5 separate regions of the Mus musculus genome follow, and regions 2, 3, 4 and 5 are each linked to region 1. The links are chromatin contacts, called in public HiChIP or PLAC-seq maps. All regions are on one chromosome and are shown on one strand. The core of a region is the stretch at or near the end of the contact, and the rest is flanking DNA. Distances in the headings are between cores, read along the strand shown.

Evidence for each region. HiChIP or PLAC-seq counts read pairs in DNA pulled down with a chosen protein or histone mark.
Region 2: a FOXA1 HiChIP or PLAC-seq map of pancreatic cancer cells shows a contact between it and region 1. The contact joins the promoter of Pgpep1 here to the promoter of Pgls in region 1. A contact is called at or near these places in 1 of 39 promoter capture datasets (neural stem cells) and 3 of 115 datasets of contacts at active chromatin or transcription factors (embryonic stem cells and pancreatic cancer cells).
Region 3: an H3K4me3 HiChIP or PLAC-seq map of pro-B cells shows a contact between it and region 1, with 3 times the contacts expected there. The contact joins the promoter of 2010320M18Rik here to the promoter of Pgls in region 1. A contact is called at or near these places in 4 of 39 promoter capture datasets (cranial neural crest, embryonic stem cells, liver and 1 more), 7 of 115 datasets of contacts at active chromatin or transcription factors (embryonic stem cells, extraembryonic endoderm stem cells, forebrain and 3 more) and 1 of 9 other capture datasets (embryonic stem cells).
Region 4: a contact with region 1 is called in an H3K4me3 HiChIP or PLAC-seq map of pro-B cells, with 5 times the contacts expected there. The contact joins the promoter of Cib3 here to the promoter of Pgls in region 1. A contact is called at or near these places in 2 of 39 promoter capture datasets (liver and pre-B cells), 3 of 115 datasets of contacts at active chromatin or transcription factors (embryonic midbrain, large pre-B cells and pro-B cells) and 1 of 9 other capture datasets (embryonic stem cells).
Region 5: an H3K27ac HiChIP or PLAC-seq map of hepatocytes shows a contact between it and region 1, with 5 times the contacts expected there. The contact joins the promoter of Rab8a here to the promoter of Pgls in region 1. A contact is called at or near these places in 7 of 39 promoter capture datasets (3T3-L1-derived adipocytes, the HPC-7 cell line, cranial neural crest and 4 more) and 7 of 115 datasets of contacts at active chromatin or transcription factors (the 230-238 cell line, astrocytes, embryonic stem cells and 3 more).

What each region holds. Positions count from the first base shown.
Region 1 is chr8:71,590,757-71,593,568 of GRCm38.p6, reverse strand. It overlaps Pgls (6-phosphogluconolactonase), which reads right to left and starts at 1,385. Exons shown (of 5, transcript NM_025396.3): 1 at 1,065-1,385. The coding sequence starts at 1,352.
Region 2 is chr8:70,658,315-70,661,126 of GRCm38.p6, reverse strand. Pgpep1 (pyroglutamyl-peptidase I) reads left to right here and starts at 1,389. Exons shown (of 5, transcript NM_023217.4): 1 at 1,389-1,517. The coding sequence starts at 1,484.
Region 3 is chr8:70,775,518-70,778,329 of GRCm38.p6, reverse strand. It overlaps 2010320M18Rik (RIKEN cDNA 2010320M18 gene), which reads right to left and starts at 1,468. Exons shown (of 1, transcript NR_029440.1): 1 at 724-1,468. It overlaps Pik3r2 (phosphoinositide-3-kinase regulatory subunit 2), which reads left to right and starts at 1,618. Exons shown (of 16, transcript NM_008841.3): 1 at 1,618-1,723. Mast3 (microtubule associated serine/threonine kinase 3) reads left to right here. Exons shown (of 26, transcript NM_199308.2): 26 at 1-213.
Region 4 is chr8:72,211,475-72,214,286 of GRCm38.p6, reverse strand. Cib3 (calcium and integrin binding family member 3) reads left to right here and starts at 1,450. Exons shown (of 5, transcript NM_001080812.1): 1 at 1,450-1,543. The coding sequence starts at 1,539.
Region 5 is chr8:72,159,839-72,162,650 of GRCm38.p6, reverse strand. Rab8a (RAB8A, member RAS oncogene family) reads right to left here and starts at 1,451. Exons shown (of 8, transcript NM_023126.2): 1 at 1,169-1,451. The coding sequence starts at 1,292.

The DNA.
Region 1 (2,812 bases), core at 136-2,635:
AGTGTCAACAGATTCCTGGTGATGAAATCCTGCTTCCTTCAAAGACCCAGCTGTTAACCAGGTCACCTCAGAGGGGCCTACTTAGGGGTCTTAGCTTTATTTTTCTTGAGTGGGCTGCATCAAAATAAGTCTCACGTTGCACAGGCTAGCCTCGAACTGGGTAGCTGGGAATGACCTTGAACTCCCGATCCTCCAGCCTCTACTTCCTCATTGCTGGGAAGACAGGGGTGCACCATCATTCCTGGTTTATATGACACTGGAAATGAAGCCTGGACCTTAAGCATTCTAGGCAAGCACAATATCAACTGAGCTACAAGTACCCTACCAACTGAGCCTTGTGCTAGTACACACAGCCAGTTCAGTGAAGTTCTTGGGCAGGCATCGTGTTCAAAGTGGTGCAGTTTCAGGTCCCTAGATGAGGGTCAAGGCGACATGAATCTTCTGTTTCCCCACCTGTAAGTAAGTGTAATGGCCCTTCCTCCCCTGCTTCAGACCCATGACACTGGACCAGCTTCCCCTAGGAGGTGGTGGCAGTCATCCAAGTGTGCTCAGAGCTCAATCCTCCATGCCTCAGTTTCCCTGTGTGTGACGCAGGGACCTCTGTAACCTATAGGGCGCCTTGTGGCCATCATACCCCAGGCTGCTGGGAGGCGATGGCCAACGGCTCTTGTTAAAGAAAACTGAGACCCAACACACCCTGGACACTAGAGGCAGGCTGAGTGCACAAACAGCCATGACCCACGAGGCCCCACAGCCAAGGTACGGCCCTTAGGAAGATACGGGGGACGGAGGCCCGTCAGGCTGCACTTGGATGGACATCACTGCGCATCCAGCAAGACCCCGTGGGGCCCGGAGCCCGCGGGTAGGCGTTGAAGCAGATCCTTGCGTTTCCTAGGCAGGCTGAGCCAGTTCGGCGTGGCCCGCGCTTCCTCGGCGGACTGAGCCGACTCCGCGTGGCCCACGGCGGCCCTTGTATCTTGAGTTTCCACGGTAGGCTGAGCCAGCTCGGCGTGGCCCACGGCGGCCCCCGTAGCCCGTACGGTGCGCGCCCCCGCAGCGCTCACCCGGTAGAGGCCGTACGTGCTCTCGGCGTGGTCGAAGGGCACGAGGCGCTCGTCGCAGAAGCCGAGCGTCCAGCGCGCAAAGCTGGCTGGTCCAGCGGGAGCGGCGGCGGCGGGCAGGTCTCGGGCTAGCATGGAGACCAGGCTGCCGCCTGACAGACCAAGCGCGAAGCGGCCACGGTCCCCTTCCAGGCAGCTCGCGGCCCGCTGCGCCACCAGCTGCGCCAGCGACGCGCCCAGCTCTTGCGGGCTGGAGAAGACCGAGATGAGACTGGGCGCGGGTGCTGCCATGGCGGTGGGGAGGCGGCGGCGCTCCCGGCAGAGGCCAGTACGCCAGTGCGCCTGCGCGACGGCCGCGCTGCCATGGGTCCGAGCACTTTGAGCCAAGGTCGTGGCGCATGTGCAGTTGCACAAAAGAAGCGTCGCCGGGGCCGGGCTAGCGGGTGGTTCCCGAAACCGCAGTGCTCCGCAGGGCTTTGAGGTGGGTAGTGGGCGGGCAGTCCCCGGCGCTTCCCTGGGCGAGACACGCCTTGCTGGCCCGGTTTCTCGCATTTTATTTAGTTTTTAAGCTGGAGTCTAGTAGCTCCGACTGGCCTCACGCTCCTGATCGTTCTTGATTGGAGTGCTGGGGTGACCGGAGTGCCACAGCACTCTTGAGCGTTTTTCAGGGTGCGGTCGGAAGCACAGAGTGCGCCAGCTGCAGCGTGATAAGGTCAGTAAGCTCTCAGGTGGCAAGGACAGGAGGCTAGCCGGGAGTTAGAGGCTGTGACGTCCCCATGCCTGCACGGCTCTCCCCACATTCGCCTATCTCGGCCAGTCGCCCCTTCTCTGTTACTCCAGCGGATGCGGCAGTTTGTAAGGTCTTCTGCTCACAGCTGTCTGCGGCAGAAAGAGGATTCCTCAAGACAACCGCCACACGACAGTTGAACATCTGCATTTGAATGTGAAACTGCCCCGGTTCTTGTGCTTGAGCCGGTGGCTCCCAGTCGCCCGTGCTATTTTAGGAAAATACAGAACCTTTAGGACTGTTAAGAGCCTTGACCCAAGTAGATCAGTCAGAAGGTGACAGCTGTTTCCACCACAAAGACCCAATTAAACCCCCTCTGGTTCCTCTCTCTTAATTTTCTCCCGCATGTATATCTTTGAACCAAGTGCATGCAGAGGCCAGGAGAGGGCATGGGATGCCCTGGAACTGTTAGATGGTTGTGGTCCTCTGTGTGGAAGGAGGGTAAAAAGCCGAACCGGTGATCTTAACCCCTGAGCCACTGCACCCTCCTGAACTCGAGAGAGCTCCAAAATCCAAGCAGTCAGTCACTGTGTCGGTACTGAACCCAGGGCCTTCTGCATGCTAAGCCCAGGCTAGACCATTGGCTGGACCCCAATCCTAAACCTACAGCCTTTCTGAGTGCCCATGTGAGGCTGCAAGTGGCAAGTTATACAGTGTGAAACACTGCAAGAACTTTGTTGTTATTCAAGACATGCTGCTGCTGCTGCTGCTGCCCTGACTGTCCTGGAACTCTGTGGACCAGGCTGTCCTCCAACTCACAGAGACCTGCCTGCCTCTCCTTCCCAAGTGCTGGGATTAAAGGCATGTGCCTTTGAACACATTTTAAAACCTTTTATCGTTTGTGAATTTAACATCATGCCCCCTAACCTCTCTCACCGCCCCCCTTCAGCTCATAACTTCCCACACCCTTGTCACCCTCCCAGTAGAGAAAATGCTCATGGAAGCTGTAGTGTGTCAGTGTGTC
Region 2 (2,812 bases), core at 140-2,639, 930 kb after region 1:
ATAAGATTTTTTAAAGCCGAGCGTGGTAGCGTATGCCTTTAATCCCAGCACTCAGGAGGCAGAGGCAGGCAGATCTCTGAGTTCGAGGCCAGCCTGGTCTACAAAGTGAGTTCCAGGACAGCCAGGGCTATACAGAGAAACCCTGTCTCGAAAACACCAAAAAAAAAAAAAAAAAAAAAAAAAGATTTTTAAAAATATGAAACATTAGAAAAATGGGACCTCCTTAAGATGAGCCTAAACGATGTCCAGGTAGGGGATGGAAAAACAGCGTCCTTAAAAGGAGATGACAGTCGGAGAAGGACTGCAGGAGGAGGAAGTCTGGGCAGTGAACAGCTAGATGTGCAGGTGAGCAAAGGCTCTGGGGTAATAAGGTGCAACCTGGAGCCAAGGAAAGGAAGTATTCCAGTTAGCCATGTTGGCAGAGAGTCAAAGCTCTTCCTCCTGCGCCCCTCCCTCAGCTTTCTGCTGAAGTGACACTTCTGTCTTCCTCAGAGCCATGCCTCGGTGTCCTTGTTTGTAAACTGTGATGAGTGAACACAATCAAATTGTTCCCCCGCCCTATGTCTTACAGGAAGAGAAACTGAGACTGAGAAGGTTGGAGCGGAGCACACTCCCATTGCCCACTTACGTGTTGGAGGCACGTTTAAAATTCAAGTAGGGGGAGGGTCCTGGCAGCGAATAGGCGTGGCCAGGCAGGGGGACCAGGGGAGATGGCCTGGGCTGGTCGATACTTGGGGCGGGGCATGGCTCCAGGTACCTTGTGAGCCCTGCGGCCACAGGGAACCTGGCGGTGGTAGACTGGGGGCGGAGCCTAGATGGAGACCCGGTATGCATGCCCAGCTCAGTGTTTTCAGTGGCATAAAGGGAAGGGGGGTCGGGGTCGTTGCCCTAGGTGGGTTCAGGGCGGAGTAGATTTTAGAAGGAAGAAGTTTCAGAGAGCATGGCCTGAGCCAGGGATGTCATGGGTCGCGGGTGTGAACGTGGACTGCGGCCTGGCCGAGGGGCATTGGAAGGATCTGCACTTGCGTGGGAGTAGGCGGAGGTACATGACCTGGGCCCAGTTGTTTTAAGGATGGGTTTGGGAGTGTCTTGGGAGCTTGGGACCTGGCTGGAGCGTGACCCCGACCTGAGAGTTTGGAAAGCTCCAGGCGTGTGATTCTTGGGGGCGTGGTGGGTCCCTTACAGGACCTGGAGGAGGGTCTTTGGAAGACTGGGGGCGGGGTTGGCTAGGGGTGTGGTTTCTAGGAGGCGTGGCCTAGGAATGGCCTGGCCCGGGCGTTGGGGTCCAGGGTGTAGTGGTGCGCTTGGGGCTCGGCGGAACCCGGGGGGCCGCGCAGGGGAGCGTACAGCTGGTCGGGGGCGTGTCCGGGGCGTGTCCGCGCAGGCCCAGCGTTAGGGGGCGGGGCCGAGCGGCCGGGCGGGGCTCGGGGGTCCGTGTCCGCTCCAGTCCCTACAGCCAGGATCCTAGAGAGTGCATTCCACCATGGAGCAGCCGCGGAAGGCGGTAGTGGTAACCGGTAGGTGCATCTGGACCGGGGCGGCGGGGCAAGTGTTCGCGGTTGCCAGAGGTTTGCAGTTGTCGCCGCCCGCGATAGCACCGTTCGGTCCTGGTAACCTGGAAAGTCCGGGGTCACGCGGCCGGGAGTTCGGAGTGCGCGGGGACTAGGGTGCAGACAGGTCACCTCGCGTACTGCAGTCCCTCCCTGCCTCTTCAGAGCTCTGGCATGTCCCCACCCGCTGACCCCGGGGACAAAGGCGGGTTTACGGCCAGGAAAAGTCCCAGTGACATACGATCCGCTCAGCTTCTGCTCCTGGCACCTTGTATTGTTGGAGGGGCCTGCAACCCGGTTTGGGGCAGGTGTTGGGCCTGGAGTCAACCTGACCCCGGAATGACCCAGGGACTCTAGAGACCAGCTCCTACTGTCACCAGCACCCCCGGAAGCCAACTGTTCTTATTTCCAGGCCTTGGAGGAGGGCACTCGGGTTAGCCTCTGCCCTGAGAGGCCACAGGGAGTGAGCCAGGAAAAACTCCCACTCCTACAGGTGTTTTATAACTGAGAAAGGTTGGGACTTTCTCCCTGCTGTTCCCTGCAGTACAAGTGTGAACGACAGTGTCCCTGATCCATTGGAGCATTCTGGGGGTGGGGGTGTTTATTTGGTTGGTTGGTTTATTAAGATAGAGTCTCATTCTGTTGCACTATCCTGCTGACCTGGAACTTAACTCTGTGACCAAGGCTGGCTACAAACCCAGGGTGATGATTTAGCTTCAAACTTCCAAATGATAGGGTGAGCAGCATGTGCCACCATGATGAGATGCCCCAAGATGTGTCCTCTACCTGCTGTCCTGAGGTATGGTGGCTCTCTCTTAACCTCTTAACACTGGCAGCAGGCTCTTACCACCTGAGTTACACTAACCCAGGTTCTTAGATGTGTGTGTGTGTGTGTGTGTGTGTGTGTGTGTGTGTGTGTAGAGGTTAACCTTGGGTGTCATTACTCAGGCTCCATCCACCTCTGTTTTGAGAAAGTGTCTCAATTTAGGACGCATTCAGAGGTAGCATTTTTCAACCTGTGAGTCACGACCCCTTTGTGGGCCAATTGACCCTTTCACAAGGGTCACCTCAGATTGTGGGGAAACACAGATTTTTATATTATGATTCATAACAATAGCAAAATTACAGTTATGAAGTAGCAAAAGAGAGAAAGAAAGAGAGGATGGCAGCATTAGGAAGGCTGAGAACCCCTGCTCTAGAGCTTGCCAGTTAGGCTAGACTAACTGGCCATAGCGCCCCAGACTGCCTGTCTCTGCTTCCTC
Region 3 (2,812 bases), core at 219-2,718, 820 kb after region 1:
CTCCCATGCTGTGTGATCTAGCAGCCATGTAGTAGGTTGCCAGTGGTGCAGCTCTACACACTCCACGAGGGGAATTCGCAGGCACTCAAACCCTCTGCACCTCCCTGACTCGCAGCCAGTACCTTCTGCTGGAAGGGAGACCAAGGCTGTGCATGAGTAGCCCTCTACCCATCTTGGAGCTGGCATCAAATAAAGTCCCATGAAGACATCTGATACTGGTGTGTGCATTTGTGAGTGGCTGGGGGTAGGGAAAAACTGATGGCTCGATATCATCTAAGTGAGTTTTGTTGGCTGTATAGGGGTTTGGTTAAACACTTAATCCAAGCCAGCCTGCATCCCAGCTACCTAGCAGGCTGGGATCCTGGCTAGGGCAATAGGGCAAAATCTCATCTCTAAAATGAAGTGTTTCCAGGCATGGCTGTATACACATGTAATCCTAACACTTGGAGGTGGGGGCGTGGGGAGGCACGAAGCAGAAGGATCATGAGTTCAGATACAGCCTGGGCTAATAACAAGACCCTGTTTCAAATAATAAAGCCAAAGGAATCAATGATTAAAAGCACTGGCTGCTCTTCTAGAGGACCCAGGTTGTATTCCCAGCACCTACATGGCAGCTCACAGCCGTAACTCAAGTTCTAGAGCATCCGATGTCTCTTCTAACTTCCACAGACACCAGGTACTCACAAGGCGCACAGTTGAACATGAAGAAAAACACAAAATCTTAAAAAGGAAAAATCCAAAACGCTGGGCGTCATAGCTCTTGCTTTTAATTCCAGTCGGGTTATACGCGGCTGTAATTTACTGAACCTGGATCCTGTGCAAGAGCAGTGAGCATGCTTAACTGCCGAACTCTCGCTGCAACCCCTCCGTCCCAATTTTCTACCCTAGTCTTTGCGGTGAGCTAAAATAGATAAATGAATCCCTCGGAAATCAGCCGAACAAGCTCGGCAACTTCTGGTTCTCTCCGTCTCGCCAGAGTCTGTCCGTATTTCCGGAAACAATCTCGCTTCCGGACGCTGATAAGCCGCATTCTCGCGCGTGTTGGGCCGGAGACACTTCGGCTGTTTCCGGACGCCTAGGGTTGTCATGGCAGTGCCTTCGCCTTCCATTCCTTCCACCAGCGGCTCTCCATTGAGGGTACAGCTGCCGAGCTCGTCCAGTGGACCTTCGGCAATTTCCGGAAGCTATCGGCGGCCTCCGAGTCAACTCCCAAGGCCTGGAGTTGAGGTCGTTCGGTTCCTCCCAGACACATTCCGCGGTCTGGCAGGTTCACGACTTCGTAAAAAACACAAACAAACCCCTGTTATGGCACGTTCTGCTGCTTCCGGAATGGCTCGGGTATCTCAGAGTCCCAAGTCCACCGAGCCCAGCTTCGGACCGAATGCGTTCCCGACCCTTCCGCTTTCTAGTGTTTTCGTGAGCCTCCGACGGCCGTGCTCGGCTGTCTCCGACCAGCCTCGGCTGTCTCGTGGCAAAGCCCAGCCTCCCATTCCCGCGGGAGCACACTCGGCAGCTTCCGGAGGCTTGCCCGCGTGCCTCGGTCTTCGGGCTCCGCCTCGTGTGGGGGGAAAGGCCCGCCCTCCCGACCCGAGTGCGCTCGGCTATTTCCGCCTGGGGGCGGGCCCGAAGGCTTGGAACCGCGGCGACGGTGGCTGACGCAGGGATCCCGCGGCTGCGGCGACGGCGGCGGCGGTCGTGGTGGTGGCGACGGCGGCCGGAGTGGGTGAGTCGATGGTGGTGGGGAGGACCCGAGGAGAGAAGGAGCCGCACAAAACCGGGCTCCGAGCTGAGCGTGGGGCTGTGCAGCCTGCGGGGTAGAGACAGGGTCTCTAAGGCCGGGAGGTCCCCGCCCGCAACGGGGCGGAGAGCGGGACACGACCCCGGATCCGGCCACTTCCGTCGTCCAGGGGTCTTCGGGGTGCACGAGGGTCTAGGGGCCCGTCTGTGTGAGCACACAGACTATGCGTGCATCGTAGGCCCCTCCTTTTGCATTGGGGGTTCCGCGATACCCTCCCCCCATGGTGTGCAGACGTGCTCGGCACGGGGGCGGGCAGACGGGTGGCTTTCTTAGGAGAGGCCTCTCCGACCCTCAGTTTCCCTACCTATAACATGCAGGCCACAAGAGGCCGGACAGTGAGTCACACCGGATACCCTGGACCACAAAGCCTTAAGTCCCTCTAGGACACCTGCACCGGGTCCCCGAGATCTGGGGATGAAGCCCAGACCCTCCCCTTGGCACGCTAAACGCCTTTTTCATGGCTTCTTTCTGAAAGCCTCTGCATCCTAGACAGGCGTCTTCCACCATCGGGCCTTTGCAGGAACCGGTCTGTCTATGCATTGCCCTGTCCCTATACGAGGACCTGTCAGCCTTGCTCCCCCAGGAGGATGCACAGAAGACCCAACTGCAGGCTGGAATGGGGACCCAGGCTAGGACCCAATGTGGGGTGTCCAGCTCCTGTCCCCATCCTACTGTGGCACTAAGGTGACCATGGTTCTTCTTGACACCTCCCCTCTCTTGCATCACCAGAGAGCCCCAGGCTAAGGCAAGCTGGGGACACCCCTGCACCCTGTCTCAACCTCCCCTGCAGGAACCAAGGCTTCTGTTTCCTTGGATGCCCACCCAGGCCACAGCTCTTGATAGGCCATGTCCACTGCTCAGGTGTTCAACCCCTTCTTGGGGTTCCCCAATAACCCCAAGTCTAACTGGCCATGTGGTCACTGTCTTTGTTCCTGCCTTGAACTTGGGTGCATCTGTGGTTGGCTTCCTCCTGATGAGTGGGGTTCTTCAGAGAGCTCTGAACTTCAGTTCCCA
Region 4 (2,812 bases), core at 201-2,700, 620 kb before region 1:
AGAGATCTTTATCCTCGTACCTATGAAGCTGTGTGTTCCTGAGGCAGTGTCTGGAACATCTGAGCTTCTGGTTCTTTCTTTTTTTGGGGGGGTGTTTTTTTGAGACAGGGTTTCTCTGTGTAGCCATGGCTGTCCTGGAACTCACTCTGTAGACCAGGTTGGCCCTCACTCAGAAATCCACTTGCCTCTGCCTCCCGAGTGCTGGGATTAAAGGCATGCGCCACCGCGCCTGGCTGGTTCTTTTTTTTATAAACTACGGATGCTGAGAAGATGACAGCAGTCATGACTGGTACTCTGAATGGATTTATTCAGATTGGTCTTTTTCACAGTCACAGATATTCCTCTAAGCAGAACAACCTCATTGTACAGATAGGTAAACTGAGGCACAAGGTGTTATTCAGCCTCTGCTTAGTGATGCATTGTTAGGTCTGCCAGTGTCCTCATTAAAGAAGGGACCCAGAAATGACTGGGACAGGGCCAAAGGGAAAGAGTAAAGGCTGAGGACAAGCTGGGCATGGTGGCGCACACCCTTGACTCCAGCACTTGGAAAGGCAGAGGCAGGTGGATTTCTGGGTTCCAGGCCAGCCTGGTCTACAGAGTGAGTTCCAGGACAGCCAGGGCTACACAGAGAAACCCTCGAAAAACTAAAAAAAAAAAAAAAAAAGAAGAAGGCTGAGGACAGAGGAGAGGAGGAGAAGGGAGGGGAGGGGAGGGGAAGAGAAGAGAGAGAAGAGAAGCGAAGAGAAGCGAAGCGAAGCGAAGCGAAGAGAAGAGAAGAGAAGAGAAGAGAAGAGAAGAGAAGAGAAGAGAAGAGAAGAGAAGAGAAAAGAGAAGAGGCAGAGAGGGAAGCAAGCATAGGAATCCTCCGCCTCCTGCCTCAGCCACAGTCACACACTGCCACATCCAATATGTCTGTCACCCTCAGACTGATCCTATAGATGGTAATGTAATTTCAATTTCACAAGCAAGGTTCAGAGAGGTCAGACAATTACTCAAGACCACACAGCTAGCAGGGGGGAAAAGCTAGGATGTAGACTGGGGTATGTGCATGGCTTTCCCTTGAAGGTGTTCCAGACAGAATGGCTTCTCTGTGACCTCTCACAGACCTCTTCCACACCTGTGGACACATTCAAAAGGTTGCCCAGAGAGCCAGGCTGTAACTTGAGCTTCACCAAGCTTGGGGCAACCAACTGGATAGGTGGGCAGGTGACAGCCAGGGCAGGAACATCTGCTCAAACATTATGAGCACGGGTGCTCCCGAGGAGCCACCTGTAATTTCAGTTCCAGTGTATTCAAGGCTGCAGTCTGCAGCATGGGCAACAAGCAGACTGTGTTTAGTCACGAGCAGCTGGAGGAATACCAGGTGGGTGTGTGCAGTGGATCCTGCCAGGCTGGCACAGCCCTGTTTGGGACATCAGGCTGTCTGTGTGGATTTGGAGTGTGTAGAGGGGCACAGGGAGAGATGACCCAGAGGCAGGTCTGGATCAAGCTGGTTTCTCTCCCCACAGGACTGTACTTTCTTCACGAGGAAGGAGATCATGAGGTCAGTGGGGGAATGAAGGGAGGTGACACCCCAAAACAACTTTCTAGTCACTGCTGGGCCTTTGTGCAATCTTTTTGCTATTGTTCTGTTTTGTTTGCTTGAGAATGAGCCCAGCCTAACCTCAACATTACCTCTGCCTCTTGGGTGCTGGGATCACAGGTATATGTCACTGTAGCTGGCTGCAATTAAAAAAAATATTATTGCAGGGGGGCGTGATGTGTGAGTGTGCAAATGTGTGAATATGTGATATAGTGTGTGTGTTGCAGTTAGATGACAATTTGCAGAGTTGATTTTTTTTTCTGCCCCCTTTAGGTGGGTTCTGGGACTAAATAGCTGGTCCAGCTTTCCAGTCTCTCTTTCCACCACATGAGTCTTAGGGGTCAAACCCAGGTCATCAGGCAGGTTGTTGCCATATTGGGTCCTCTTGGTTTTCCTTTTCTCTTTCTTTCCTCCTTCCTTTCTTCCTTTCTTTCACTGAGAGACAGGGTTTCTCTGTGTAGCCCTGGCTGTCCTAGAACTCCTTCTGTAAATCAGGCTCACTCTGAACACAGAAATCCACCTGCCTCTGCCTTGCAAGCCTGTACCACCATGCTTTGATGTGGGTGTTGCCTCAAGGTCAGTGGACTGAGGCAGAGACTGTTGGCTGAGAAGTCACACCCTGTCATACTGGCTGAGGTTTTGTACTGAGGAACTTGTCCTTTTACCTAAGGGTAGCAGGGAGCCACAGAAGGTGCGAGAGCCTTGGAGAGGCACACTGGCCCTTTGAGGTTGGGAGTCCACTGCAGAGCTGAGATCCAGCCCTCAGCTGTAAGTGGCAAGGAGATTGTGGGGGAGTATTGGCAGCCCTTGGGTGACTGCAGGTTCCTGGCTTGAGCCCAACAGGATGGACAGAGATGAAACTCCCATGACACCCTTCTGTCTGTTGGACCATTATCTGTGAAACCCAAGCTGGCTGCGGTTCAGCTGTGGGGCATCAGGTCGAGTCCCTCTTATGTGGGTACAGGGCATCCATTATTGATGGGTACACCTCTCACCCATCAGCCCATTGTCTGTGAGGACTACTGGAAGGTCACTTTGGCCATCACGATCAGATTACTGGTGGGGAAACTGAGGCTTGGGCAAGGAGAACTTCAGTTCCCAGGGCAGATGGACAGAGTCCTGACTGGCCCAGGCTTCCAGATTGTTAAACAGAGTAACCAAGGTTGGGAGGAGAGAGGAACTCACTGAATGGCACAAAGAGAGACAAACTGTGGGTCCTCAATATGGCTC
Region 5 (2,812 bases), core at 202-2,701, 570 kb before region 1:
TCCTTCCAAGGCAGGGTCTCATGCAGCCCAGGCTGGCCTTGAACACTCTATGTAGCCAAGGATGACCCTGAGCACCCGATCTTCCTGCCTCCCTGTCCTTAGTGCTGTCATTACAGGTGTTCACTACCACATCTGGTTTCAGGGTGCTGGAGATGGCACCCAGGGTTCCAACAATGGAACCACATCCTGACTAGGGATAAACCAAGCCTAGTGACTATTCTCTTGTTTCAGGACCATACACCATCCAGGTCACTCTGTTTGGCAGGATTTACTTCCAGGTAACACTCAATGTGAGCCATGACTATTCATGGTAAGGAGCATGGTCAGCACCATTTTTGACGTCAGAACTGGGGCCATCACAAGCCAATTCTGTTCAACTGTGCCGTGAGGCAGCCCTGGGGAAAAGCTGTTCAGGTGGTGTTCTTGGCCCAGTGAAAGGAAGTCAGTCAAGGCTGCACGTAGCCATGGCTGGACTTAGTTTCTTACTGGAACTTTTTCTCTTGTATTCCCACCAGGATGACAGATACTGTCACCATTCCTCAGAGAGAAGGCAGGAGGACTTTGGGTTGGAGTCCTGACTTAGATGTGGATCAGTGGTGCTGGTCCTTTGAAGCTCTGGAACAGCTGAACCTTGAATTTTGGAGTCAGACACACCTGGGTTCAAATCTCATCCCTAATACCTGTAGACTGTGACCTTCAGTGCGTGCCGCACCCTCCCTCAGTTTCAAATTCCTCCTCCAGGGACAAAGCACCCATCACGAGTACACTACAGATTTGATACTGCACATGCCAAGCTTGCCACATAGGAAACTACGAGGTCAGGTGTCACCTCCATGCCTCAGTTTCCACTTTTGGAAGACGGGGGTCTCCCCGGAAGAACAGTGTAGAGGTCTGATGTAAAGACACAGAGAGTTGACAGGCGCCAGGACCCCAGGGCAGGCTCTTCCTCAGACTGCAGCCTGCATGTCCCTGTCTGCACCTTGGTCTCCGGCGCCCGCCAGGGTCCCGGCCTGGACTCCCTGGCGGGAGGTGGAGGCCGCTGCGGTTCTCTGTCCAGCCCCGTGACCCTCCCGGATCCTCGGCCCGAGTGGATCCTGAGTCGATCCCTCAGCCCAGCCCCATAGGGGCGCGTCCAGCCCTGGTCACCGGCCGCCCAAGGCCCCGCTACCTATGGTAGAGATGAATGTGGAGTTGAAGGCGTCCTCGGAGAAGCGGAACAGGACACAGGTCTTCCCTACCCCCGAGTCCCCGATCAGCAGCAGCTTGAACAGGTAATCGTAGGTCTTCGCCATATTACACTCTCTCCCCGACGGGAAGTACGGCCGGCGCCTCGCCACTGGTCGCTGGACCCGTCTATCATCTCAGATCCCGCCCCCTATTGGCCCCCTGCCCGCCGCGCATCATCCAGGCCTACGCCCGCCACCCGGAGCCCCGCCTGTCGCAGAGAGCCCAGGGGAAAAAGGCGAAAGCGGCGCAGAGCCGGAAGCAGCCGACTGCACAGCCCATTGGTTGACGCTTGGTATAGGGAGGTTTGTTATTGGCTAGTGCTGGAGAGTCGAGGGTGAGGGCGTCAAATGACCAGCGATGGGTGTGGTCACATCTTGACCCCGCCTTCCCGTGCGCGCCTTCTCCTCAGCCCTTCAGCGTCCAGGCCCTGCCCCCGACAGGAGGGACCCCAACAATTCCGCGCGCTGGTTGATGAGAGAGTGGGAGGGACGGGCTTGGTGAACAGGCGCAAGCGTACTGGGAAGACGGTTGGCTCTGGCAGAGAGCGCACGCGCGCAGAGAACGCCTCGTGTTTCCCGCCTTCTCTGCCTGCGCAGCAGCAGCCGTAGCCGCAGCCGGCGCTGAGGCGAAGCGCAGGAAGTACCTGTGGTAATGCTTCTGAGGAGGATTTTCGGCGGTGCAAAAGTGGCGCGGGTTAAGATGTGCTGCAGACTCGCTCCTCGGCCTTGGCGCCCACCATTGGACTTACTTAGGTGCTGTACAGGCAAGCCGGCCATTGCCGTGAGCGATCCCAGGGCTTCAGCGCCGGTAGGGCTATGTTATCATTTCCAAGTAATGGCAGCGTTTTTTGTTTTGTTTTGTTTTGTTTTCTTTTCTGTGCTTGCGGGTGCTATCTATACTTAAAAATAAGTCAAGGTCCTTCACCCCACACCAGCCCGGCTTGGTAGGTAATCTTTTCCTCGTTTTATGGTAAGTATACTGAAGACAGGTGAAGTGACTTTCCTAGGTTTCAGAGTAGCATTTTTTTTTCCCTTCTGTTTTTTAATATGTTGAGGTGTAGTCCCGGAGTAACGGGAGAACAGTGACAAAATAAAATAAAGCCACATTAAGATAAACATCTGAGGGCTGGAGAGATGGCTCAGCGGTTAAGACTACTCTTCCAGAGGCCTTGAGTTCAATACCCAGCAACCACATGGTGCCTCATAACCATCTGTAATGGAATCCAGTGCCCCCTTTTGGTGTGTCTGAAGACAACTACAGTGTACTCAAATCTTAAAAAGAAAAAAGGAGTGGGGGGGGGTGGATAGATGGCTCAGTGTTTAAGAGCACTTACTGATCTTCCAGAGGTCCTGAATTACATGGTGGCTCACAATCATCAGTAATGAGATCTGATGCCCTCTTCTGGGGTGTCTAAAGACAGCTACAGTGTACTTACATATAATAAATAAATTAAAAAAAAAAAGATCTGAGTTGCTGACTACATGGCTCAGCCAGTAAAGTAAGTCATTTGTTGCTAAATCTGAGGATTGTATTCAATTCCTGGGCATACTTACTGGAAAGAGATCCAACTCCTGCAAGTTGTCCT